Regions from separate parts of the Sus scrofa genome. Here region 1 is linked to region 2. Evidence: chromatin contacts called from public HiChIP or PLAC-seq data. All regions are on one chromosome and are shown on one strand. Each heading gives the region's core, a stretch centred on a gene start, on an enhancer-like site or on the middle of the called end of the contact. The rest is flanking DNA. Distances are from core to core; before and after follow the strand shown.

Region 1 (6,460 bases), core at 2,142-4,641, 590 kb after region 2:
ACTTTCAAATATTCAAAGCTTAGTTCTAATTTTTTTTAATCACAAATGTTTTTGAAACATAAGTGTTGTTCATATATGAACAATCCATTGAAAATAACTCTGCCCATTTTGTATAAGCAGCCATTTAAACTATTTCTTGTCCCTAAGTTCCTGCTGGGGTACAATGGGATTGGCAGTGTCTTAAGGAGCAATGGGATGCAGGTTTGATCCCTGACTCCACACAGTGGGTTAAGGATCCGGCATTGCTACAGCTGCGCTTTAGGTCGAGACTTCAGCTTGGATCTGATCCCTGGCCTGGGGACTCCACATGCCACGGGGCGACCACAGTATTTTTGTCCATGCTTAAGCTGAGTAGGGACAAAGCACCAAAATTGTTCTGGCTCAGATTTGTCCCTGGCCTGGGAACTTACACATGCTGTGCCAGCAGCCAAAGCAAACAAACAAAAATTGTTGGTCTTCTGTATTTACTATCATGTATGTCCTGATATTAAACTGACCTGACCTTAGTCTAAATTAGCACTATGCAGTGCCATGTAAGGTATTAGATAAGAGAACCTTATCTGGGTGGACCACTGAAACATCCTTCTAAATGGTCTACTTTCAGTACGTTCTTTACTTGGTAACTGAAAATCCTTTATAGTTGCTTCTTGCTCTAAAGATAGATATTAAAAGACTTAGATGATCTGTCCTCTGCCTATTTCTTCACAAGCCTCAAAATGGCCTGTGAAGCCATTGTTCTTCTAGGCATTTGAGTTCTTTGAAAGCTCCTTGGTTATTCTTTTTTTTTTTTTGTCTTTTTTTGCTATTTCTTGGGCCACTCCCGTGGCATATGGAATATTCAAGAATTTAGCTTTAGTGTGAGTTTTGCAAATAATTAAAATGAAGTTACAAAATTTTAATTACATGGAATTCTTATTTTCACAGTAGTGGAAATAGTTTAGGATCATATAAACATAACTAGTTTGATAAGCCCTCTAAAGTGATGTGAATGGCAATGTAGTGCATACACAAGAGGGAATAGCTGAAATCAAGCTCATATTACTTCACACTGATAAACCGTACATTCAGCAGGTTATTAGTAAGGTTTCATAACTCATACTTGAATTATTAAAAACACCAATATTAAGTACCATACTGTGTGCCATAAACACAGTTCTTGCCCACAAGGTACTTACTTTCTGGTGAGAGGGACAGACGAGTTCTAACAACTATGGTGTAATATGTGAAATGCTATGATGAAAGAAGCAAAGAGTGCCTTGGGAGCATTGAAGAAGGGTACTTTAATGAAGAGACAGGTGATTTGTCAGGGAAGGATTTCGAAGCAAGGGAACACTAGAGGTAAGAAAGGATACTTGGGAGTTACTACATAAAGAGAAAAGGTATTCCAGGTAGAAGGAATAGTAAGAAGGCTCTTGAATAACATGAAGGATTTGGGAAATAAGCTGTTCAGACTAGAATGGAGGCACCATGGTAAGATATGACAGGAGTCCAAGCTAAGAGAGGTCAGACCACAAAAAACATTGTCTTTTGAATGCCACCTTAAAGAAAGTGAACTTTATCCCCAAGCAGGAAAGGGTTTTAGGAGCTGGGATGATTCAGAGTTGGTTGAACAATCATATCTCAAAAGGCTTAACTGGTGGAGCTAGGTCAACTAGAGAGATGTCTCAATGTTAACCTATGGAACCTTGCCTGGACCTAAGTCTACTCAACATGTTATCCATAAAATTAACATAGATATGATAGGTTTAGCCAAAGTAGACAGCCAGTATAAAAGAAGAATAAAAAAGACTTTGACCGGAGTTCCCGTCGTAGTTCAGTGGTTAACAAATCCGACTAGGAACCATGAGGTTGCAGGTTCCATCCCTGGCCTTGTTCGGTGGTTAAGGATCTGGCGTTGTCGTGAGCTGTGGTGTGGGTGGCAGACGAGGCTTGGATCTGGCATTGCTGTGGCTCTGGTGTAGGCTGGCGGCTACAGCTCTGATTAGACCCCTAGCCTGGGAACCTCCACATGCCTAGGGTGAGGCCCTAAAAAGACAAAAAGACAAGTAAAAAAGATCTTGACAGGCAGAAACAATTGAAGAAATCTTACAAAACAGGGTAACTATAAAAAGAGTTCCACGTTGAGAAAACTGGAGCTAGATCACTGCTGAGATCTTTTTACTTTTGAAATTCTATTTCCAAGGAACATGGGTGCTCCTTTAAATCCCTAAGTCTTCTAATTTCTAGAAAGTCATTTACTGGGCAATAACTTATGTAAAAGCACCTATGATGCCTGAGACTGGTTTTTTTTTGTTTGTTTGTTTTTTCTTTCTTTCTCTTTTTTTTTTTTGTTTCCTGGCTAAGTCTGCAGCATGTGATGGTTAGGGATGGAACCTGAGACACAGCAGCCACCCAAGCCGCTGCAGTGACAACGCCAAATCCTTAACTTTGCTGCACAAGAGAACTTCTCCTTTTCTTTTTAAATTTTTAAAATTTATTATTTTATTAAAGTATAGTTGATTTACTGTGTTGTGCCAGTCTCCTTTTCTTTCTTTCCCAACCTGATTGAAAATTAAGGTAGAAAAGAATAAATCAAAGCCATTCAGGGGTGAGAATGTTCACTTCATCCAGGACTTAGAGTATAGGAACTATATAACACATTTCATCAAACAAATATAAGACACCAGTAATTGTAAAACATTATTTCATGTACCACTAAGGAAAAAAATGCTGTACATACATATATACATACATGTATACATACATATATACATATATTCTTTTTTGGTGTGTGTGTGTGTGTTTCAGGGCTGCACCCATGGCACATGGAGGTTCCCAGGTTGGGGTCGAATTGAAGCTGTAGCCACCGGCCTACGCCAGAGCCACAGCAACGCGGGATCTGAGCCGCGTCTGCGACCTACACTACAGCTCACGGAAACGCCGGATCCTTAAGACCCACTAAGCGAGGCCAGGGATCGAACCCACGTCTTCATGGTTCCTAGTCGGATTCGTTAACCACTGAGCCAAAACGAGAATTCCTTGATGACTTTTTAAATTCTTCTACAAACCCAGGATTCCAGAACTTTGGTGCTGGAAGGGCACAGGCAGAGATGGAAAAGAAATGTATGCAGTCTGATTCCTTTCGTGTTCTGATCAATGAACAGTGGGGACAACTTTAACATTCCGTTTCCATACTAATGTACGTATTCATTTGAACGCCACGGTAGTCCTGTGACGATGAAACTGCACTTCGTAAGGACTTAATGATTTACCTTAAAAAGAGTCAGCTGGTAGGGTCTGGAAAGGAGACTGAAGACAGCTAGCAACCTGCTAAATCTTCTCGAGTGAACTTGGCAGAGCAAACCAAGGGGGAGGAAGGGGTGGGGCCGCGCACGCGCGCCGTTGCCTCTGAGCGACGTCTGCGGGTTTCCTTTCACAGCCAGCCACTCTTCCTCTCAGTCCAGTACGGTGGCCGACCGGAGCCAGACGCTGGGGATGAATGAAGGTGCTGTGTGCAGGTTGAAACGGTCTGCTCTGCTTTCCTCTCCCTTCAGTCCGGGCTCTGCCTTTGTGCAGGGTCCGCATCCAGCCCCTATCGCACCGCCGGACCAATGGGTTCTGGCGTCTGGGTTTTTGGTGTCCAGGTCGACTCAGGGCACAGCTAGGGTTGGGGAATCCGGATTATCGCCTAGGCCCAACTTCGGACCGCGCTCTCGATTTCTACCGCGTCCCGCCTCTAGAGCGTGGAATCCGGGTGGGGTCCCGGGAGGTTGGAGGGTAGATCTTAAGGTATGAAGCTTCCGCTTCTCAGGCTCTTAGAGCGTTCCGAGGTCCGTGTCCGCCACCGGCCCGACTTTTCTCAGCCAGAGGAACTGGTTGGTTCTCTTTACGCCCAGGGCGAGACCTATGAGCACACAGGTCTTGACGCCTCTGCTCTATCAGCCCGCCCCTCTGTTAAAAGGCCAGCTCCTCTTGCTAAAATTAAAAGCAAAACAGCATTTCTGCCCACGACTCTTTGTTATTTACGATTCTGCAGTTTTGTGGGTCTCAGAGGGGATGGCTTTGGCTACCTGCTACTTGCTGTTTTGTTTCTGATTACTCTTGAAGACAGAAAAGTGCCCAAGTGGGACTCAGCTTTCTCCCACAGCTAATTGCACCTCCACAGCTGTTTTGTTTTTGTTTTTGTTTTTTTAAACTTAGGAACACAGGAGGTATGGCATACTGTTTTTGTCTCCAGAGCGTTGAATCTGGCATTGCTTCTGGCTAGTGAGGCTATTTAATAGTGGTTCCACCGACTCGTGGAGGGTGGGAAAGAGAAGTCTAACAGTGCTTTACGGATGTTGGGTAGGCATGTGAAACGAAAGAGGAGCGTTCTTTACTATGCTGATCTTTTACTCTACGTTGTGGCACTCATGACTGGTATAGTGGAGAAAATATTGGACTGGGTTTTAGTAGATGAGAGTTCAGCGTTAGATTTTGCCACTGACTAGTAATACTACTCAGAGCCAGTTACTTAGTCCCTCGGGGTTTCATATTCCTTCTTTGCAAAATGGGAGTATTACAACAGAAGATCCCCAAGGCTGGAAGAGACGTTAATATACTCTGTTTTCTTTCTCATTTTCCAGATGGCAATAGAAACATAGGGAGCCTTTAATTGTGCCAGGAATATTGCCAGCGACTAGTCCTATTAACAAGAGACCACATTTTTCAGAGTTGTTAAAAAGAGAGGCATTCATGCATGTGGAGTTATACCCCTACTTTCTCTTTCTTTTCTTTTTCTTCATCTTCTTCTTCTTTTTTTTTTTTTTAACCACTAGGATCAACTGTGATAATGACCGAGTGTACAAGCCTTCAGTTTGTCAGTCCTTTTGCTTTCGAAGCAATGCAGAAGGTGGATGTTGTTCGTTTGGCATCTTTAAGCGATCCAGAATTAAGACTTCTCCTGCCCTGCTTGGTGCGGATGGCACTTTGTGCTCCTGCTGACCAGAGCCAAAGCTGGGCTCAGGATAAAAAACTCATCCTTCGTCTTCTTTCTGGAGTAGAAGCTGTCAATTCCATTGTTGCATTGTTGTCTGTGGACTTTCATGCTTTAGAACAGGACGCCAGCAAAGAACAGCAGCTTAGGTAATGTAATATCTAATCTGTGGCTTGGTATTTACTTGGATTTGCTAAAACAGAAAGAATCCAGTATTTTTATTTGTAATTAAAATTCTATGATCTTTTGAATTCCATCTTATAAAATGTTGTGCTGAGAACTTTGTGTGCACTTTGTATTCAGGGTAAGTCCTTAGGCCAGTTACTTTCAGTGGGAAAAGGGTGGGATAAGTTCCTCTGGAGTAGAACGATTTCCTGAAATCTCTTGGGAGGCTTTTTTAAGCTTACATTGATTCCCCCAAATTCTGGGCATATATTTTGTCCTTCTTTGCCTGTTGTGAAGCCAGTAGTGAGCCACTGTAGTTAATGAAAGTGGATATTAACTGTCAGTTGTGATGGAGTCTTTACATAGGTTGTAAATTCCTGAAATAGATGAACAACCTGAATAGGATTTTAGAAGTAATCCATTTATGAAGTATATGAAAAGAATTCATGCATTATTTTGTAGATGATGGTGATTATTTTTTATGGCCATACTCGAGGAATATAGAAGTTCCTGGGCCAGGGATTGATACCAAGCTGCAGCTGCTTGAAACCAAGCTGCAACTTCAGCCTTCTCCATGGCTGCAGCAGTGCCAGATCTTGTAACCCACTGCACTGGGCCAAAGATCAAACCCATGCTCGGTGACCTGAGCTGCTGCAGTCAGATTCTTAACCCATTGTGCCACAGCGGGAACTCCTAGATTATTTTTATGAGGTAATTTTCACCCTGTCATTTCTGTGCCAGTGTTTTTATAAATGTTGTGCATGTTTGTACTTTATCAGGCATAAACTTGGAGGAGGCAGTGGAGAGAGCATCCTGGTATCACAGCTTCAGCATGGACTGACTTTAGAGTTTGAACACAGTGATTCGCCTCGTCGCTTGCGTCTTGTGCTTAGTGAATTGTTGGCAATTATGAACAAGGTACATTTATTTTAACCACAGCTCAAAATATACATGATTTGATCTCTACACTTAGAAGGTAGAAGAAACAGGCCAGAAGGCAGCCAGGTTGCATCCTCTTGTACAATATTTCTGTTTTTTATGTAAGTGTTATCCTTTCAGAGGCTCAAAAAGTATTAAATGCCTGACTTTAAAGCCTGTGAGAAAGAAGGTGTACATGTATGTGTAACTGGGTCACCATGTTGTACAGTAGAAAATTGACAGAACACTGTAAACCAGCTATAATGGAAAAAAAAATCATTATATATAAAAAATAAAAATAAAAAAATAAAGAAAGCCTGTCAGTTTCTAATTAGTATTTCCTCTCATAATGTGCCTGTTCTGCATACTTTTATCATGAGGATATTTTTCGGTATGGAGTCCATACAATGGCTTCTGGATAAT
Region 2 (6,753 bases), core at 1,891-4,390:
ATCCTCTAAACCTCATGCTGTTTTTAAAAGGTCAAGTTAAAAGGCAGGGGCCTTAAATCCTGAGTTGCTTAAAGACGAAAAATTTCAGAGAAATCCTACAGTGAAAAGTTTTTCTGATGTGTCATTCCCACTGTAAGATACACACACACACACACACACACACACACACACGTAGCATAGTTCCTGGCATAAAATATAAAATTAGAGACACAATAAGGTTTTCTTGTATAGGTTTTGACAAACTGGTATGCCTCAAAATAGCAGATGAGCAATGCCATTTTTGCTAATAGCACCTGCTGTGACTCAGAAAAAGGACCTACTATTGAATATCCTGCAAAAAATATCTTCAAAGAATTTGACCATTTATCTTAACATGGTTACCTTACTAAAACATTTTCTGAAACCAAAAGCTGGGATGATAATACATTTATAGCAATAGTCTTATTAAAGACTGTCATAGTTAACCTAATGCATCAAAACAAATGCTGGGTTTCTCCTATCTTCTCTAACTTAAGGTAGTGCCTGAAAACAAAGCCATTCAGTAACTGCTCAGGTAACTGTTAACAGTGACTCAGCCTTTGTGGCTTCTAAATTAAGGATTGACAACCTTTGTCCTGACTCTATACCATTAGCAAGAACAGTATACTGACATAAAAAACTCTCATTACCTCAGCCAAAATTATTGATCTTTAAAAGTAATAGGTTTGGGTTTTGCTTTTTATTTAATGTTTTTGATTTGGACCACTTTTTCTTTTGAAAACCTTTTGATTTATCGTCTTGAAGGACACAGTATTCGAAATGAGCGGGCGTATTAAATCTATTTTTCTTCTCTCTAAATGATTTCTGAAAACAATGCATTTATTAGATTTCTGTGTGTGATGACACAGCAGTCACTTTAACAGAATCTCAGTGCACTTTTGCTTAGCTATTCCACACTAAATACTCAAGCTAAAATCAATTACTTTGGGGAATTCTAAATTATTTAACATTACGGTCTGTTTGAAAATGCAAGTTATTATTAAAAATTTAATAAAAATTAATAAAAATTTTAGTAACTGGTTCATGACATAGCTCTTGTATTCCAGTTATTAATAAAAATTTTGGTAATTGGTTCACGACATAGCTCTTGTATTCCAGATTCTGAAACTGGAAATATAACTTGATTAAACTATTGCTTTTACTGTAATAAAACACCTTTAGATATTTAATTTAGAATTTGTCTACTTCCAAAAAAGATTCAAAGCAGCTACTACTAAACTGGTATCAGAAAGTAATTTCAAATGTTGCAGAATACAAAACATCTTCAAGTATGTGGCTTAACAAAACACAATGAAATTTTGCCAAGCATAAATAGTCACTCTGACGACATGGTGGCAAAGCTTTTCTTTGCAGAACAGTCTGCTGCCTTACCGGCCAAAGATTCTTCTCTCATCCTCAGTATGTGAGATATACTTTGGGAAAAACATTTAAAGCAATTTAAATGATTAAGCAAATTTCTTTAAGCAAAACTGCTTAACACACAAAATTATTGTATACCTAATAGGGTTTTATATTTAACTGAAAAGGACACTAATTAATGTGTACTTGAATTTTTCAAGATCTTTCTGGAAAAACAATCACATCTCTTACAAGATGAAAAGTACAAAATTCACTTTATTGTATTTGGGCTATTATGCAATATTACAGCTTATACTTTAGCAATAAAGTACTGGGAAGTTTATTAATCGATAATGAATACCTTAGATACCTTAATGCTGTTAGAAGACGCGGTGCTCCCCCTTTGAAGCTCTTGCATCCCCAAACTGCTAATTTACAGTGTTCAGGTGGTCCCAGGGAAATAGACCAGTAATAGTTAATCCCTTTCTCCAAGCGTGTACATTAACCACACCGAGGTTTTTACATACTATCTTTAAGAAATCTTTGAGGCTCATTACTAGACATGACTTTAAAAAACCCTCCTACTACAATTTTAGTCCAATTCTTAAGTGTATTCATGACACTACAATTCTTCAACACGATTTATTACGAAGCTAGACCCATATACACGTCCGCCAAAATGTCCGCAGAAACGTTAAGAAAGGCTATCACAAGGCCAGCTTGAGATACTCATAAATGACTTTCACTGTCCTGTGAACCAACTGTTTAATATCCGAAGAGACTACTAGTTCTAGTTAGAACCCAAGCGTCAGCTTTTGCAAACGGCAGAAGGGCGTGCACAAGTGCAGAGAGGGTTTTTAAACCCCATTTCATACCCTCCTCCCTGGGAAGTAACAAACCACCCACCACATGAAACTAGGCGGGGGAGGAGCGCCGCAGCCGGCTGCCAGGAGCGCTCTGCAGGGAGGCGGTTTCCCTGAGTCACGGAGAGGGCGGGAGGCTGGGCCCATCTGCCCACGCCACGTCTTCTTCGTAAGGGGACTCGGTTTAAATAGGTAAGGCCCACAGGGGAAGGGACCAGCACCGCCGTTCCTCAAGGCGGCCCAACAGCCACCTCATTCCCAGGAGACGCCGCACTTCCCTAAAATTCGCGCTGCATTCTAGCAGTAAGCAGCCGACCTTTCCCGACCAGCATCACGTGCACCCGGAAGTACGTGGGTGGGACCTAAAGCGCCCACGGAAATGACGTTAGTCGCCCCTAGTCGCATGATGTGGCAAAATGCAAAAAAAAAGGGGAGGGTGGAGGGAAAGCAGGCGGCCGGGGAAAGTGATGAGGCTAAAAAAGTAGTCCCTTCGAGTCCTCTATTTACCACCGTGTCGTAGCAGTAAGTGAGGCTTTTAGCGCACTGCGCCCCAAATTCCTGCGCCTCCGCTGTATCGCGGCACTCCGTGGAGGGGTACATAAGGCGGAGGGGGTGAGGCAACTTGGGCGGAGTTCTGTCGCCAGGATCCCTCCGCAGGGCTCAGCCGTTTCCGGAGTCTGCGCTGCGCCCGGTTCCGCCATTGCGGCTCTCCCGGACCCTGGAGCCTCCGCCCCCGACCTGAGCTCTTTCGTCTGCCTGCCAGTTTCCTGCGTCCCCGGAGACTATCCTGCCGAGCCCAGCCTTCCCCCTCCCCCTTCTCCTCCTCTCCCTTGGAGAGCCTGGGCAGCCACTGCCCCGCAGCCCCAGTGACAGGAGGAGACCATACCCCCCGACAGCGCCATGGCCCAGATTCTGCCAATTCGTTTTCAGGAGCATCTTCAGGTGCGGTGGGGCCCTGGCTGGTGAAGGCTATGTAGAGAGGGCGGTAGGAAGGAAGAAGTTGGAGTCTGAGCCCAAGCAAAAAGGGTAGAATGGGGGGGTGGTAATCGGTTCCTGGGGTAGATGGAGAATGGGGGCACTATTTGGAAAGCTTAAAGGGTTAAATGATGTGGGGGCTTGGATGGAAAGGACGCGAGTCTGGGTACATAGGGGAGCGAGGCCAGGCCTGGATTTGAAGGCTTTTTCATCTTCGCTTCCTGGATGACAAGAACTGCGCATACTAACCTTTCCACCCCCCGGTTTTATCCAGTTCATTCATTTGGGTAGGTTGGGGGCGGGGGAAGGGTTCTCCCGCGTTTCTTGTAGAGCAAGAATTCTTATCCCCTAGGCCAGTGCAGGACTGTCACCTCCCATTGCTCTCTCTCTTACCATTTCCCCTTCGTGTCTGCACCCTGGAGTTGTGGCGCGGGTGGGTTGGGGAGGAGCAGCCTTTTTTCTTCCTCCCTCTGCGGCTCTCAACAGGAAAGGCACCTTCCCTGGGGTGGGGTGGGGGGGGGGGACGGCGGTGGCATGTCTCTCGCCTTCCCTGAGGCTGTAGGAACAGAGAAGGTCACTGAAGGAAAAGGAGGATAGAATGGGGGAACATATTTCTCAGGGCGGTGTCAGTCGCAGAGTGTGTGGGATCAAGTTTTCTAGGAGAACTCGGCTTTTCTCCCCTTTTTTGATTTCTCTGGGAATGGTGTGGCTTTTATTCCCTCTTTGCTTCTAGAAGGGAGAAAAAGAGTTGTCCAGAGGTTATCTTGGGGTCTGCTGGTCCAGCGGGTAGTTGGCTTGCCCTGAGTATCTCCCTCAGGATTGCATGGAATTGAATGAGCCCTGGAGATAGAGCACACCTGCCCGGAGATATGCAAGGTTATTTGGTCTGCCGTTGGCTTCCTTTAGTAGCTTCTAGAGTTCTTCCCCATGGTGCATTATCCTGTAGGCAACAGACTGTCTTATCTGGCAACATGCCCGTGGCGGGCCCAGGCAGGTGATCGTTGGAGGGCTTGACTGAATTAAGTCTCTTTTGAGCTTCCAATTTTCCTGGTTCTACTTTGGCTGAAATAATTTATCCATAAAATAGGCTTTCTTTCCAGTTACTTCCTTAAAGAGGCCTGCCTCAGTTCAGTCATTTGAAGGACTAATTTTGTAATGTTATTATTACAAAAGAGGTACCAGTGGAATGATGTGACACTAATACTAGTGACCTTTTGGACACTTTACTATTGAAGGCTATTTTATTTTCTACTTGCCATTGTTATACATAAAGGATTACTGTTAATAAAAAAGTTTAATATTCTGACTACCAACATAATAATTTTTTTACAGGTAACACTTGCATCACCAAGACTTCTTTTCCTTTAAGTCTTGAAATATAATCATCTCCTCAAAAAATGAGTTAAGGAATACACTTTATTCAGCTATCTTTGGTTATCAGATGTAGTAGAACACTATTTTACAAAAGGTTAAAAAACATTATGTGGAAAAATGGATACAGAAGTTGTTAATGCTCAATCCAAATTTTAGTTGCTGTGGTTTCTTCTCTTAAGGCGGGGGTGTAAGTGATTGTCAGGGGTTAGGAAAGTAATGTTTGAGGGGAAAACACAGCCTTGTCCTCAGACTAAAGTGCTTCTGGACTGTAATCTTCCTGCAGACAAGTTTGTAAAATCATACAGGAAAAAAAGCAGTTACGATTGTTTGTATTACAAAGCAGAGGTATAGCCCACCCACTAGTAAACCTTATTTCTTGACTAGTGGTGTTTTGAACAATAGTTTTTCATTTTTGTTAAAGAGGAGACAAGATTGTTGAATAATCCCAAAGATGGAACTCCAACCTTGTCACTAATTGAAGACAGATTTAATACGGGTCTAATTTCTAAGTGGTTCAGTGTTTTTGCAAATACTTAAGTGAAGCCATTTCCTTCTCAAATAATTTGAAGAATGTAAAGTAACCTCGCAAATGTATTTGAAGAATTTAGTCATTCATTTTTTTGAGCAATATATATGCCATGCTTAAGCATGCTAAGGTGACTGTATACTCCAGCTGATAATGATTGATTGCACAGGGCCCTAATCACCAACCTCTTCCAGGATAACGCCTGACTTCTCATTAGTGTCCCTTCCCTTTATAAAAATTAATAAGGATTATTTTAATTGGCATCTTAGGTTTTTGACTTCTGACTGCCTGCCAGTTTGCTAGGAGCAGAATACTTTCTGAAACACTTAGGATAAAAATTGGAAATTGGAATTGAGGAATTTGAGTGTAGAGTTAGCCTGTGAAAGCTTCACAAGGTGAACTGTTGGCCAGATAAAGCATCCATCAAGGCTCAGAACTGCATCAAGTGACTATTAAATAGTTGTGAAAGTTTTTTTCTTTTTGGGGATGTTTACGCTAATGGCAGTGAACAGATGAATGCCTGTTGAGCAAGATTTTGCTAGAATGCAGGTTCTGAAAAAAAATCCTAGGCTATGTATAATGTTGCCTGCAATTCTCATTTTTTGGTTCAGGTATTTTTATGCCGATTGATACATTCTGCTGTATTCCCAGGTTTCTTGAGTCTGCAATTAAAAATCTCCCTACCCTGTGATTTTCCCTTTGACTTGTAAATACAGACGTGGACTGTGTTGTGAATTCAATGGTAGGGGTCCTTGCTATGGTTATTTTGATTTGCAGAGAGAAAACAATGCTAAATATTACTGGGATATGTTGTATGCTTAACTGTACTATCTGGAAGAGATGTACTGCCTGGAATTATGCTGCAGTCTACTCTAGGAATAGCTTCTAAATTAAGATGTATCAGATTTTTCAGAATTTTCCTAATGGTCAGTTTACTCAGCCTAAAGGGGTGTGGCTAATTCTAGTGAATGTACTTCTTTTCACTTTGTTCAGGAAATAATTTAAGACATGGAACTCTGTGTAGAATCACAGTCGTTTTCATTTTGGTGTTTATTGCAATACATGATTTCAGGAACCTTAACCTGATGATAGTTGACATGGTATTTGAATTATATTTAACAAGATGTTTTTCTATCACTGTTACTGTGTGGCTTTTGCTTTTTGAGAATTACTATTCAATAGAACTTTTTCCATGATGAAAATTTATCCTAGCTACGTACTCATATTGAAAACTTGAAATGTGACTAGTGTGACTGAAGAACTAAGTTTTTTTACTTTTATTTCTTTTTAATTAATATAAATAGCTACCTAAGGCTATTGACTATGACATTGGACTGCATTATTTATTACAGCCATACTCACGTGTTTATAAGAGTGAAGATTTATCTGGCTACCCGTATTTATGTGTTTAGAACATTGTGCTAGTTGAATATTGTCTCTTTTGGGAAGTGGTGAACAATGACTAGTGAATGGCAGGAGCAGCAGACTTCTTTTCTTGTGAGAGTCTGTTGTGTCATGTGAATGTGGCTGGGTGCTTCCAAGTCTTCACCTAATCCCCCAGACATCATTCTTAAACAGCTGGAGAAAGTGAGACTCAAACTAGTGCCCAAGGGAACATTGTCAGAATGGGATTTGAAC

The links. HiChIP or PLAC-seq counts read pairs in DNA pulled down with a chosen protein or histone mark.
Region 1: an H3K27ac HiChIP or PLAC-seq map of alveolar macrophages shows a contact between it and region 2. The contact joins the promoter of INTS2 here to the promoter of CLTC in region 2. A contact is called at or near these places in 1 of 5 promoter capture datasets (liver) and 1 of 2 datasets of contacts at active chromatin or transcription factors (alveolar macrophages).

Annotation. Positions count from the first base shown.
Region 1 is chr12:36,431,002-36,437,461 of Sscrofa11.1, forward strand. INTS2 (integrator complex subunit 2) reads left to right here and starts at 3,392. Exons shown (of 25, transcript XM_021067302.1): 1 at 3,392-3,497; 2 at 4,797-5,103; 3 at 5,899-6,037. The coding sequence starts at 3,479.
Region 2 is chr12:35,846,241-35,852,993 of Sscrofa11.1, forward strand. It overlaps CLTC (clathrin heavy chain), which reads left to right and starts at 3,141. Exons shown (of 32, transcript NM_001146127.1): 1 at 3,141-3,182. The coding sequence starts at 3,141.